Regions from separate parts of the Ovis aries genome. Here region 1 is linked to region 2. A link is a contact called in public Hi-C data. All regions are on one chromosome and are shown on one strand. The core of a region is the stretch at or near the end of the contact, and the rest is flanking DNA. Distances in the headings are between cores, read along the strand shown. Region 1 holds the start of LRRK1 (leucine rich repeat kinase 1). Region 2 overlaps LRRK1 (leucine rich repeat kinase 1).

Region 1 (4,365 bases), core at 1,531-4,030, 92 kb before region 2:
TTCTCCAGATGGGTTATCAACATTTTAGATGAGTAAGACATATACAACTGAAAAGACTGCTGTTGTAATACAGCTCTGGTTTTACAAAGTCCTGTTTTGATATTAATTAGTGATTAATTAACAAATAACATCTGAACTTCATGGAGGAACTGGGTTTGCTACTAGAGTGGTTTGAGCACTGCACTAACAGGTTGAAAAGTTTTCTTTTCCTCTTTGTGTATCCAAAGGATGTGCAATTCCAAGGCAACTTGGAAAACTGAAAGTGTCCCACAGAGCTTTAAAAAAACAAAACCAAACTGCAATTGTGTTATTCAGATACTTTTACTGTTACTAACTTGTACTTTTCTAATGGTGCTTATGTTTGAGAATTAAGTTATGTTTGAGAATTAAATTGGGGGGCGGGGGAAGAATAATAAAATGGAGGTCTATGTCAAAACCAGTGTTATGTATAGAGAAAGTCGTATGTGAAGTGAGGTTATCATTCCTGTTGGAAATATGCAAATATAATTCTCCTTCTCTCAATGAATTAACAACACATCACTTAGACTACCAGTAACTTGTTAAATCAGGATTTGACTTCATATGCTGAATTTTCAGGATTTTATCTCAAGTAACTAAAGACATTAACCTTGATAGTAATACATTAGAGCGTTCTTATTCTTTCATTGTACAATAATGCCTTTAATATGATGCTACATTATTTATAATTGGTAGAGTTAATGTATCTTTTTATAGTTGTAAGTAAACAGAGGTGATGTATTTAACCTTCTGTAATATACTGTATTTAGAAATGGAAATCTATATAGCATTAGACTTTAGTTCTTTTAAGGTTTACTCCTGTGGTATGGTTTAAAAAAATCTATTGGCCTGGGAATTCTGACCCTAATTGCAGATTGTGTCCAACAATGCAATAACTATAAAATAAAATCAGATATTTGAAAAAAACTGTTTTTTCATTTAAAGACCAGAAGACCCCTTTTTCTGTGACTGACCTTTCTTTTCCTTAGAACTTTGGTACAAAGTGACTTACAAGAAAGTGGTTTCAATCACTTAAGGATAAAATTACATTTGCTCAGTCAATGAAGTCCTGTGCTTAGCTTGAGTGTGAAACTCACTTTGACGGTTTTGGGGGTGGATGAGGCAGCAAGCTTGGCCTCAAAGGCTCTGCATCTTAGTTGGTGAAGTTAAAGCTGTCATTGAGCTTACCAAGTCCCTCTTTATCACCAAGTGATGAGGATGTGAGTGTGCAGAATGTGGGAAGGTTGCTTGGGGACTCAGGGAAACACTGCGTCCTGCAACTGTGCGCATAAGTGTTCATGTCTGTCCCTTTTCTCCATGAGGATCTCTGTGTTTGTGTCTAAATTACCCAGAGTTTCTAAGGCTTCAGACCAGTAAGCCTCAATCACTGAGTTGTACACTGACACTGAGGTTAGATGAAGAATATTTCTGTACTTGGTTAGGTCCACCGTGTTCAACCATGCCTTGGATAAGATCCATCTTAATTTATGCACTTGTGTATGTTTGAATGCATTTAGAAACCTTCCATTTCCCAACCAAAATGTGAGCAACACATTCAAGGAAAACAGCAATTCCTTTGTTTGTCATTACCACAAGAGGAACCATTTTGAGGACATACACTGTGGCTATGGTGTGTGTGTGTGCATGTGTGTGTGCAGTGCCTTTTGGGGTGGGGACAGTAAGTTGGGACATTCTCTAAAAGTGGACCCTTTGAAACACCCAAGCTTCTCCCAATGGCAGGCTGAGCCCTTTTGACGTTCTTGCTCCTATCATGTCTTGATAATAAGGGACATTTTTTAAGTGTCCCAGGAGAAATATCAGTGGAAACTGAATACCCAGCTGAAGGAAGGTGACTAGAAACTGAGGGCCTATTATACAGAGTAAAGTAAGTCAGAAAGAGAAAAACAAATATCATATATTAATGCGTATATATGAAATCTAGAAGGATGGTGGGAAGGATGCTGGGAAAGGTTGAAGGCAGGAGGAGAAGGGGACAAAGAGGATGAGATGGTTGGATGGCATCACCAACTCGATGGGCATGAGTTTGAGCAGACTCTGGAAGATGGTGAAGGGCAGGAAAGCTTGCCGTGCTGCAGTCCATGGGCTCACAAAGAATCAGACACGACTGAGAGACTGAAGGACAACAAAAAGTATGGTGCTGATGAAGCTGTTTGTAGGGCAGCAATGGAGACGCATAGAGAACAGACTTGTGGACACAGCTGGGAAAGGAGAGAATTGGGAGAGTAGCATTGAAACATATACTTTACATATGCAAAATGAATAGCCAGTGGGAATTGGCAGGGAGCTCAGGCCCTTTGGTCTGTGACAACCTAGAGGGGTGGGAATGGGTGGGAGGGTGGAGGGAGGTTCAAGAGGGAGGGGATGTGTGTATACAGCTGATTCATGCTGATGCGTGGCAGAACCCAACTGAATGTTGTAAAGCAATTATCCTTCAATTAAAGGAAAAAAACTACTACACCTTCAGAAGGCAGAAAGGGTAGCTCAGGGAGGTAGCTTCCAATGGACCCCACCGTGAAAGTGAAAGTCGCTTGGTCCTGACCGACTCTTTGCCTCCAGGCCAGAATACTGGGGTGGTAGCTGCTCCCTTCTCCAGGGGATCTTCCCAACCCAGCAATGGAACCCAGGTCTCCCGCATTGCAAGCGGATTCTTTACCGTCTGAGTCACCAGGGAAACCCCTCCCTGCCTCCATTACCTACTTAGGAGAAAACTTAGAAAGCGAAAGCGAAAGTGACTCAGTCGTGTCCCAGTCTTTTTCTCCAGGCCAGATCACTGGAGTGGGTAGCCGGTCCCCTCTCCAGGGGATCTTCCCCATCCAGGGATAGAACTCAGGAATCCTGCGCTGCAGGTGGATTCTTTACCAGCATTCCAACATGAGACGTTGGTCAGCGGGGGTTAAGAAGCATAAAGAAATCTTAACTGACCTGTAACAATCGCCTCACGCAAACCTGTAAGTAACGCATGCCAAGGGTAAGGTTAAATGCTGGGATACAGCCAGCTCGAAACAGGCCACCCATGTGACAAGTTATTTCTACCTTGGACACATTTCTAAGCGGATGGCAAGCTCATTTAAAAAGGGCTTGTCCTCACCTCCGTGGGCCGCGTCTGCCCCCTGGTCCGCCGGTCACCCGGCGCGCACTTCCTCGCGGTCCCGCTAGATGGCAGGACCGGGCTCCTAGGGGTGGGGGTGGGCGCCGCGCCGCGATCGCCAGGCTCACTCGGCACCGTGGACGCCACGCCCTGCAAATTATTAGGGACTTTTCGTTAGCGACCAAACTGCCGCCTTTTGCATATTGGAATTAGAACCGCGGTGGTGAAGGCAGGGTTGCAGAACTGCACCCTCCCTTTTGGAGGGGCGTGTGGCCCGGGAGAGCCGACGGGGCAGCCTCTTGGGCGCAAACCTCAGCTGCCCCGTGGTCCCCTCTTCGAACAGGGACCCAAGGAACTCGTCCATGGTGACCGCTCAAAGTGTCTGCGAGGTCGTGGAGGCGGGAGCTGGCTGCTGCTGGCCGGCTTTTGTGAAACGGCAGTGAGGATGCTGGCGATTTGTCTCTGAGCCTTGGGATAAACCCTGGGAATGTTCCAGTCATAGCCGAACACGGGAGGAACCTGGGGTGCGCAGATCCTGCCAGGGTGCAGGACCATCCGCTTTTTCCGAAGAAGTCTTCTCTTTCCCTGGCGGGCACGTGGAGCCCAATCTAAAGCCTGCCCGCCCGCATGGACGTACATCATTATGATCTGTCTTTGGACAATGGCCTTAATTGTGGGTACATCTTTTTATTAGGTTGAAATAGAAATTGCCTACACTCCAGCAGGTTTATCTACCACCGCCACCCCCAAAATAGACCCAGACAATTTAAAATGATTCACCAGTGATATCTTTGTGTGTATCCGTAATTTAGTAAATCCATGTGGTGGAAGGGTTGAGGTTTGCAAACTATTAAAGTTTTACATTTCATACGTCTAGTCTGCTGTAGAAAAAGTTGTACACAAACGAATATTCCTGTCTTTTGAGTATTTACTGCCTCCATAGACGAGTCCGGAGTTCACCAGCGGATTTCGCTGCTGAGCGGAACAGAGGGGCAGGGAAAGCTGGGCTGCGCCGAAAACCGACCAATCTCGCCGCTGAGACTGCCCTGCCGGAGGGCAGGGGACCCAGACCCGGAGGAGACCGGCGCTGGGGGCGCCTGCGGACCCCGTGGCCTCCGGGGTCTCGGTGAGGGAAGCCGGCGGGCGAGCGCAGGGGCTTCCCGCGCGCGCTCTGCGGAGGCCTCTCGGAGGCCGCCCCTCGCCCCGCGCGCCGCCCGCCCCGCTCAGGATTGAGGAAG
Region 2 (4,320 bases), core at 538-3,037:
ACAGAGGAGCCTGGCGGGCTCCAGTCCGTGGGGTCCCAAAAAGTCGGAAACGACTGAGCGTGCTCACACACGTGCACACACAAAATGTGGCATTACAAAGGACAGATCCCTTAACCAAGGGATCAGACTTGGCATCACCATTAGTGAAACAATATGGCATCAGGTGGCCTCTTGTGGAGTTCAGTTAGTAGGAATGAACATTGAGATTTTTGGCAAAAATGTTTAACTTGAATATAAACATCAGGAAACAAAATTCAGACTATGGGATATTCTACAAAACAACTAGAATGCCTGAAAACTGACAGTGCCCAAGTTTAAAAGGACAGCAAAAGGCATGAGGATTCTTCTCGATTCAAGAAAGGTAAAGAGATTTGACAACTAAATGCAGTGTATGATTTTTGATGAGATCCTGGATCGAGATGCAGAAGAGTTATGAAAGACGTTTCTGGAATATTTCAACATGGAGTATGGATTTGATAATGTTGTACTGATTTCATTTTTTCCGAGATAATGTTGGTGTGAATGAAGCGCCATGGTTACTTTCAGGTGACTCAGCAAAAAATGAAAAGTGTGTGTTTGTGTGGAGGGAAAAAGAAAAAGAAATGTGGCAACATATTAACAGTTGGTGAATCTAGATGAAGTGTATATGAATGGGTATGCATTGAACTGGTTAAGCCTTTCTGCAGTTTTGAAATTTTTCAAGATGCATAATTATGGGGGGAAACAATAATGATAATAAAAACAGGCCTACAACTCAAGCTTGACTTGTCTAAAATAAAACTGAGACTAAAACTCCATTCTCTTGACCTGAAATCCAGTATACCACCGCCTCTCTTCATCAAGGTGAGTGGAGAGAGACAGGCAGACAGAGACAGAGCCCCCATCTCCTTGGTTCAAAACCCAGAGTTTTGAGAAAGAACTGCAGACCCCGCTTTCCAGCCCTGGCAAGTTAGCCAAGGAGACAAAGCCGAGGCGCACACGCCACCTTGTGACCAGATAAGGGAGTCTACCGCTGCCAATTTTGAAAGCGAACTTCCCTCATGTTATTGGTATCCTTCCCAGTTGCAACATTTTCCCTTTAGTGAAGCACTAATTCTTGTTTCTCCAATTTTCTGATACGGATTTCCAGCTGCTTTAGAGACACTAGCCAAAAGAGCCGATTTCCTTTCCCCAGAAACCTCAGTGAGCCCCACATTCTTGGATGATCAAGAGCAAAGCCCTGCTTGTGAACGCTTAACCAGATCCCACTTACCACCATGTGCCAGCAAGCTGCTGACCTTTCTGACCCAACCAAATGAGAAAAGCAAAGGAGATTTATTCAGCACTTTCGGTAGTGAGTCAGCCACCGTCGCTCGCCTTTTGTCAGAGGAGTGGAGAGGCTTTATCACGGACAAGGGCAAGCCATCGGGTGTGCCCTGTCTGGTGGTGGTTGGTGGGCAAGCTGGAAGCAGTGACCTAGAAGGGGGCATCCTTCATAACTGGTTGGGGGAGCATGTTTGACTTTCCCTAATTAGTCATAGCAGTTGTCTTAGCCTAGGGCTAGAGAACCCTTCTCACCTGAAAGAAAGGATCATATAATTTATACTTTATTTCTTTAAATAGAATGAGTCAAACTCTAGGTCAAGTTCAGTCTCTTCCTTTCCAGAGTGTGTTCCTTAGACCAGCAGCTCTGGCATCACCCGGGAGCTTGCAGGAAATGCCAAATACCAGGCCCCACCCCTGACTCACTGCAACGCCTAGTAACAGTCCAGGAAGCTACAGGGTAACTTCTGTAACAGTTGGTCCCAAACGTCCGGGACTCGACTGAGAAGTAACCGCTTCCCTAGCTTTGTCCCTGCTTCCAGTTTAGATGAGGGGGTTATTAGTGTCCTGGTAGACTGCTGCAGGTTGCGGGTCAAAGTCCTCTTCTTCGCATGTGGTGTCTGGCCGTTGCCTGTGTGTTGTCGCTCACTCTGGAAATGGTGCATCCACAAAGCACCCCACATGGTGTGAGCACACACAGGCGCTTCTTGCCCTAATCGTGGGGAAGAGTGACCTGAAGGGAGAAGACCCAGGTTTGGGTCTCCGCCTTCTTCTGCAGGCTGGGGAGGGTCTTCCAAGTTGGGGTGGCCTCTTCTGCACAGAGCAGGGGCTATTCCTGCTGAGTGTCCCTCCTGGCTGTGATCAGCCCTCTCAGAGGTGACGCAAAGCCCACGTGCTCCCTCTCGAGTCTGGAGAGGGCGTTGCTGTGTCTGCAGAGATTCCCTCGAGGATACAGGTGCCCCCAAGTGACGACGTGCTCCCAGTTCTCCCGATCTCTCAGGACTCTGCTGAGATGAGCAGACAGACTCACACTTGGATAAACCATTGCTTTATTCCAAGTCTGCGTGAGCCCTGGGTTTGCCACTGGCGTGTGCTTTGCCCATTTCTCCACCCAGGCTCTTCGTGTGAAATGGTCCCACCTCAAGCTGCCCTGGGTGGATCTGGACTGGCTCATCGACATCTCCTGCCAGATCACAGAGCTGGATCTTTCTGCCAACTGCCTGGCGTCCCTCCCCTCGGTCGTCCCCTGGGGCCTCATCAACCTCCGGAAGCTGAACCTCTCGGACAACCACCTGGGGGAGCTGCCCAGCGTGCAGTCATCAGATGAAATCATCTGTTCCAGGTGGGCTCCTGCCCCGCGGCCCCGGTGGGGGGCCTTCGCCATGGGAGCCTGGCTGCCCCCACACCCTCTGCCTGCAGCATCTGTTTCCTGCCGTGGTGCTGCCTGATTGTAGCTGGTGCTTTGGAAACAGATTTTCAGCTAAAATGAGAAGGAAGTTGTGCATGCCTTTAGCAAGCTCTTGGGCACAAGGTCCTGGCCTGCTATCCACGTGAACACAGAGAGTTCTGCCAGGGTGGTTTGTCTGGCCCACGTGTCCACTGCTCTTTGCAGCAATGCAGGCCGGCCGGCCCACGATGCCCAGTCTTGGTCCTGCAGGCAGGCATCAGAGGAAGGGGGCTGGTGGAGGCCATGGGGCCCAGACACTCCAGCTTTTGGCCTACCTCCCAAGGAAAGTGAGCAGGGCCTCTAAGAAGCAGTTAACTGCACAGGACTCTGGCCATGGTCTGACAGTGTGGGCAGCTCCTGTCTCTTTTTCTGGGAGGCCTTGCAAGACACCCAGGCCCACCGATGAGGCTGCACAGGGAAGGGAAGGACCTTCCCTTCCCTGATGTACTGATGATCATGTCTGTAAGCCCTCGTTCCGTATGGGACATGAGCTGATTTCAAAAGCTAAGGCTCTAAGTGAAGTGAAGAAAAGACTGTTGATAAGAGCGTAGGGTCAGCAGTAACTCGTGGGAAAGAAGCCCTGTACAAAAAATTAAGTGCCATGGAGTGGGGGGTCCTTAACCGGGGCAGAGCCGAGAGTCCAAAAGGTTACAAAGCACTGCTCTCTGGACTTTCAGTAGCTTCGGGACACCAGCTTGTTCTGTTATCACATACGTGAAAAAGGTTACATCCCTACTGGTCCATGAGACCCGGACCCACCAAAGAGAGCTCTGGTCTTTTTCTGCAGACGACACAGCGACAGTAACACAATTAACAGAAATCACATTGGTGTTTCAGTGCACCTTCCTTATCCTGTGCCAGGAGACAAAGAAACATGTTTACAGAGAAGTACATGACCACGGCTTGCTTCTGATGCCTTGACTTTCCCAACTACAGGCTACTGGAAATTGACATTTCCAGCAACAAGCTGTCCCACCTCCCACCAGGATTCCTGCATCTCTCGAAACTTCAAAAACTGACGGCTTCAAAAAACTATTTGGAAAAATTGTTTGAGGAAGAGAGTGGTATGTTTCATCATCAGTAACCTGATATACTTTGTCATTTTCTTCTTGACTGGGATATTTTTTTTACCAATTCGTCCTCTCTTATTTTCTCCTAGCCACGAACTGGATTGGTTTACGGAAGCTACAGGAGCTCGATGTTTCTGACAACAAACTGACAGAACTCCCTGCACTTTTCCTCCATTCTTTCAAATCGCTCAGTTGTCTAAACGTCTCCAGAAATAACCTGAAGGCATTTCCAGATGCCTGGGCTTGCCCTTTGGTTAGTAACTTGCCAGAAACCGTGAAGGGAGCGGTCAGTCCCGCAGAGCTGAGGGTGCACCGTGCTCCTCCCCTCGGTGTGCAGAGCTGCACCGTGTTATAGATGAGCGTGTCTGTCACTCGGCATCTTGCAGCTGAGGGTCTCAGGCTGGTAACTCACCTGAGAGCCAGACCCCCCAGCTTTGGGTTTGAGATTGGCACCATAGCACCTACGAGACTTTCCACAGCTACAGCTTGGAAACGGAATGG

What was found. Hi-C and Micro-C count contacts between places; a contact is called where the count stands out from the background.
Region 1: a contact with region 2 is called in a Hi-C map of tail adipose tissue, with 7 times the contacts expected there. The contact joins the promoter of LRRK1 here to the enhancer-like site in region 2. A contact is called at or near these places in 6 of 16 Hi-C or Micro-C datasets (hypothalamus, muscle, omental adipose tissue and 2 more).

The regions. Positions count from the first base shown.
Region 1 is chr18:5,011,402-5,015,766 of ARS-UI_Ramb_v3.0, reverse strand. It overlaps LRRK1 (leucine rich repeat kinase 1), which reads left to right and starts at 2,780. Exons shown (of 34, transcript XM_042235020.2): 1 at 2,780-2,987. It overlaps ALDH1A3 (aldehyde dehydrogenase 1 family member A3), which reads left to right. Exons shown (of 13, transcript XM_042235022.1): 13 at 1-945.
Region 2 is chr18:4,918,383-4,922,702 of ARS-UI_Ramb_v3.0, reverse strand. It overlaps LRRK1 (leucine rich repeat kinase 1), which reads left to right. Exons shown (of 34, transcript XM_042235020.2): 7 at 2,418-2,644; 8 at 3,686-3,813; 9 at 3,909-4,072. Among named protein-coding and RNA genes, the nearest start is that of LRRK1, 92 kb to the left of the region's middle. Within about 2 kb of position 1,787, at least 22 of the 54 cell types and tissues checked have an H3K27ac peak or open chromatin away from gene starts, as enhancers often do. A contact at or near this core is called in hypothalamus, where this site is marked.